Regions from separate parts of the Mus musculus genome. Here region 1 is linked to region 2. A link is a contact called in public Hi-C data. All regions are on one chromosome and are shown on one strand. The core of a region is the stretch at or near the end of the contact, and the rest is flanking DNA. Distances in the headings are between cores, read along the strand shown.

Region 1 (2,700 bases), core at 82-2,581, 900 kb before region 2:
CAGACCAAAGAAGGCTGAGCAGTAGCCAACAAATATGTTCTCCACCCTCTCTCCCTATTGGATGCTAAAAACCGAGAGTCAATTCAAGGGTACGTTTCACTAATATAGATGCCTTGTAGTAGCCTTTCATAAGAAAGAGAACAACTCTCTGACACTAAATCAATAAAAGTAGACTTAGGAAGAGGTGTGCATCTGTCAACTGATAGTTAATGCAATTCTAATGACCTATCGCAGTCTTTAATTACAGTAATACTTCACACTGAGAGTGCACAATGCCCTTTTAGTAACACTACAAACTAGAATAGCTTCTAGGAGGGTGATAGGCTGTGCCTCTTGCTTTATTTCTCTTTCCACACACAAAATTTCAGCAAGCTTACTCAGATAAAACTATTAAAACTGGATGCTGCCTCACAGCTTCCACTTAGCCACTGACAATTAAACAGGAGTACACAAGGAAGATTACCATGAAGTTGCTGGCCAGCAACCTATACTTTTGCAGTTACTCCATGCTTTTCAAAATAGCCCGTAAAAATAAAGAAAGTCATTTGAATGCATTTCTCTTTCACATAGAATAGCAAGCATTTGGCTCAACATGACGTCTGACCAGTTCTTTAGAAAACGAGCTGTTTGAGTGGGTTTCTGGAAGGTGCAGTTGGAATTACTCTTAGTTCTTCCTTCCCCTTAACAACTCTTTATAAAGACTCAAAACTACTTAGATTTTGCTGACCGTGCATCTACACAAACTTCCTTTTAATAATGGTTCCTACTACAACAGAACTCTAAAAATACATTTTTGGTTTTTGCACTAGCAATCTACCTTTAACAGCAAATACTGTCAATTTGCAATTTCAATACGATGACAATAAATTTTCCTATCTGTAAAGAGAGATTAAAGTTCTGTCAATCCACCTCTGTAAAAAACAAAACAAAACACCTGCTGGGCACTGATATTGTGGAGGGTAAGTCTTATTTTTATAAATATTGAATTTAATACATGACCTAAATATATCTCTTGCAAAGTAAAAGGTGTTTTACAAATATTAATGAATTACTATGCAAATTTTTCACAGTCTAGAGATTCTAAATCTGTGATTTTTTTTTTCCCTAACAGCTTATGATTTCCCCAGTTCAGGGTTAATTTATTTTGGTAATCTTTACTTACCTGAACTATGACATCTAAGAAATCCGAAGGGTTAATGATCTAAACCGTGAAGCCATTCAAAGCTAAGGTCCTTTTGTATCAATCCACGCTGGGAGGCTGGAAGGCTGAATACCAGCAACTAGCCTTGTGCCAAGTGAACCCACGAAGATGTCCAAGTCCAGAATGAATTCCAGAGAAGCAGGGTGCCCTTTTCCCAGCTCACACCAAAGGTACAAAGAGGCGAAGTGGAAGCAAACCCTGAAGATGCACCTGACCAACGGAATACTAATTACTAGGGGGGAAAAAAAGAGCAACCATACTTGAGTTCCACATTCACATAAGGCCAAAGAGGTCTAGGGCAGATGGTTCAAAGGAATCCTGCTCCTGCTTACACAAGGCACACACCTCCTTCCAGCCTCAGACCTCTGCAGAAAGCGGTGGCACAATTTGCTCCGAGTTGTGCCAGCATCAGTTCAAGGTCCACGGAAAGATCCGCTGGGTACCTCTTAGAGGACAGCGGTGGAGATGGCGAGTGTTTACCTCTGCATTTGAAGTGGGCTGGGATTGGGATTCACTCTCACCCTGACTACTTCCCTCGCGTTGCACCTGGTGTCTGTCAACACTGCTTTCCTGGAGGATCTCGGGAGAACTCAGTCCTCAAGCCTGTCCTGCCAGGCAGAAGCACGTCTCAACACAACACGCAGTAACTTGGGAACGCCACGGGAAACTCCGCACGGATACCCTCCCCCCCTACTCCCGCTCTTTGCTCACTTATCTGTCCGGCTCCCCGCGGTGCGCAGCGAGGGCGCGCTTCTGCGAGGGCGACCTCCCCAGCCCCAAAGGAGGCACACATACACTCACCTGGGGCCTCTCTACCCTGCCAGCAGCATCAGGCACCTGAAACCATGGCGTTTGCATTTAAAAGAATGCGCACTTGGCAAGGGGGTGGAAGGGGTGGGGGATCCACGGGCGCTCAGGGACGCTGTGCTCCCAGCTATGAGCGCCGGGCAGACACAGAAGCAGCGGACCGGCACCTGCTCAGCCCCGCAGCAGCCTACTCGTCTTCCAATCACAACGCACTCCGCAGGGCACAAGGACCCTGGGGGTCATTGAATGCTAGGGTCCCGCTCTTGATAGGGACGAAAAGGGCCATCATTATTCTTCCCTTCCCACCCCCACCCTCCACCCCCATCCCCCACACACGCTAATCCTCTGCACAACAGTCTAGGGTACCAAGTCCGGAGCCAACCAGAGCGCGCGTCCCCGGAGAGGGCGGGAGGGCGAGCGCGGGTGACTGCGAGAGGGCGCGCAGGGGCCGACTTGGGAGTGCGCATTAGAGGGAGATGCAGATCGCCGCGGGTTACCACTGGCACCTTGTCTGAGAGGCTACAGAGACTTCAGGACCTCCTGGAGAAACAGAAAGCGCTGTTGGCTAAGATTGCCAAGAGAGAGACGCTTAGTCGGCATGCGCGCGCGCGCGTACACACACACACAGACACACACAGACACACACACACACACATACACTCACACACACACACACACACACACACACACAC
Region 2 (2,700 bases), core at 80-2,579:
ATTTCAGCATTCAATGAGTCAAAGTTACTGAGTTTATGAAAAAATAGTTTTAAGGTGCTAGTTTAAATGAAAGGTTAGCGCTATTACTGTAGCTAATGATGTTGAAAAAGAATGCAACTGAGACACCTCTCTGTGGTAGTAGCTTCCCCTAATGAATGCAGTTTTCAGGGGGCCAATCACTAGGCAAGGAGTAGGCAGGATTTTCATGTCAGAGAGGGGAAGAGGGGAAGCAGGAGAGGAGAGTTGGCTGGTGGACAGGAGAGGATGAGGCAAAAATGTAGCTAGTGATGGCCACCCAGTTTCAGGTGGCAGATCGATTTTGATCTGCTACTACAGGATTTAGCTTAGAATGACTTATACATTAGGATGCTAGCTTCTGCCACCAGCGACCACGTTACCTGTTAATTCTGAACTAAGTTTGTGTGGTCTTTTCCTTCAGGCGGTGAATCAACTGGGTTCCAGAGAGAACCATAGCAAAGCATGGGTTTGCAAGAAGTGTACCCCAAAAGGCAGTGGGAATTAGAATTGTGGGGCTGGAAAGGCAATGACTCTTCATAGCAACTTAACAAGTGGAGTGGAGAGATTTCAGAGCTCTGGGCCAGAGTCTGCAAAGATGAGAGCAGGCTGTGGCTGCCCGCCTGTGCCTGGATGGTCTGCCCTGATGGAGCGGCGTAGATTTCTCTTTTAATATTTCATACAACACCTCTCTTCCTCACAAATCAGCAGAATAGGACTCAGAGTATGGAGTAGAAATATATAAATCTAGGCATGAGCCTAACCCATTTATTCAACTCAGGGAACTGAGTCCTGATCAACGCAACACTTTGGCTCTTCCACTGTACTTGCTACCTTTGAGAACGACTCTCCAAAATTGAATAAGTGAAAGAAGAACCTGTTTTCCTTCCATAAATTATTGAAAAATACTTCATATTAAAAATTTTTTAAAGAGTTTAAAGATTAGAAAGTACATTTGAAAGGAAAAAACTAACATTTCACTGAGAGAAAGAGAGAGAGAGAGAGAGAGAGAGAGAGAGAGAGAGAGAGAGAGAGAGAGAGACAGAGACAGAGACAGAGACAGAGAGACAGAGAGACAGAGTCAGAGAGACAGAGAGACAGAGAGGCAAGCCTAATTTCTTAAACACTATCCTACAAAATTGTTTCTCTTGGTTTTAAAGCCTTATTTTGTTTGATCTCCACTGTATTGCCAACATTTCGCCATTATTTTCATTTGCAAGGATGTTTTTTCCTTTCCTCGGTGTGTTTTAGCCAGAAGGGCAGGAGAGCAGCTGTCTCTACTAAAGAAAGCAATTATTTGCCAAATGAATGTTACATTGCCTGGATTCGCCAACTGTTTTGCACAACACCCCCAAATATCAGACAGTCTTTGTGATAACCAAGCCTTGCTCTGATCCACTTCAAATACTATGCCTTCATAAGACTTTAACACATTGGTTATTTTCTTCAGATTAATGTAAATACAAAAATAAGATCTGACTGGAAGTGAAGAAGGGAACAGTGATAGAGGCTAGCAACTTCAAAAATCACAAATATAAGACAACCCATATATAATCCTACCTACTAATACATATTCAAATTCTTACGATTGTAGTCAAATTTAGAAATCTTTAAGTGTTTCTTCTGCCATTTCTTTGTTTTAGACATTATTAGTCTTGCTGAAATTTCAACTGAATTCACACACCTTTCTAAGCTTTTTAGACTTCTCATAAATATCAAAATTCACTTAACAACAAAGGTAGCTGTGTTTAAATTTTATTATTTATGCAATTTCTTCCAGTAACTGTAGATTAGTACATTGAATTCAACCATATTCAAATTATCCAAAACATAGGCAATATGATCATATTTTTGTATTAATAATGATAATTGTATCATAAATGATTCTTAGTCAATTCTCAGCAGAGTTCTTGCAGAATTCTAAAATCTAATGAGCACAATATTACCTGTCTGTTTTTCTGCTGATATTAGGATATTCTGTACCCCAATCAGAATGTCCAATTAAGTTCATATTACAGTGATCTGGGGATTTTTTTCAGCCAATAAACCTAACTTCTTCCAAATCCCAGCTATGAACCACTTTCAAAGGATTGTAATATACATTATAAGCCTACTTTAACAGTGGGCTTTGTGCACACATTTGCAATGTAAGTTGCTTTTCTTATCACTGTGACTTAGGGTTATCAAAAAGCAACCTAAGTGAGGCTAGTTTAATTTTGACTATAGTTTAGTGGAATACATTTTACCATGAGCTGGCCAGTATTAAAAAGTCTAGCAGCTTGTACTTTTGTGACAGCCAGGATTAATAGAGATGAGAATAGTGATCTTCAGTTGTTCTCTTTTTCTCTTCATTTATTCATTCTAGGACTCCAACTCAGCCTAAAATATCAATCACACTCAGAATGAGTGTCCCTTGCTCAGCTTAACCTTTATGAAAATGCCCTTAACTCAAACAGAATTTTTTTTCAAATTTTATTAGATATTTTTTCATTTATATTTCAAATACTATCCTGAAAGTCTCCTATACCCTCCCTCCGTCCTTCTCCCCTCTCACTCCCACTTTTTGGCCCTGGTGTTCCCCTGTACATAAAACTTCGCAAGACCAAGGGGCCTCTCTTCCCAACGATGGCCAACTAGGCCATATTTTGCTACATATGCAGCTAGAGACATGAGCTCTGGGGGTAC

What was found. A called contact is a pair of places that touch in the nucleus more often than the background predicts.
Region 1: a Hi-C map of cerebellum shows a contact between it and region 2, with 1.8 times the contacts expected there. The contact joins the promoter of Cdh7 here to the enhancer-like site in region 2. A contact is called at or near these places in 2 of 39 promoter capture datasets (hippocampal neurons and stem cell-derived epiblast-like cells), 2 of 484 Hi-C or Micro-C datasets (cerebellar granule neurons and cerebellum), 1 of 115 datasets of contacts at active chromatin or transcription factors (stem cell-derived neural progenitor cells) and 1 of 9 other capture datasets (embryonic stem cells).

The regions. Positions count from the first base shown.
Region 1 is chr1:109,982,354-109,985,053 of GRCm38.p6, reverse strand. Cdh7 (cadherin 7, type 2) reads right to left here and starts at 1,331. Exons shown (of 12, transcript NM_172853.3): 1 at 1,163-1,331.
Region 2 is chr1:109,084,945-109,087,644 of GRCm38.p6, reverse strand. No RefSeq gene overlaps it. Among named protein-coding and RNA genes, the nearest start is that of Gm22159, 540 kb to the left of the region's middle. Within about 2 kb of position 1,329, at least 1 of the 459 cell types and tissues checked has an H3K27ac peak or open chromatin away from gene starts, as enhancers often do. A contact at or near this core is called in cerebellum, where this site is marked.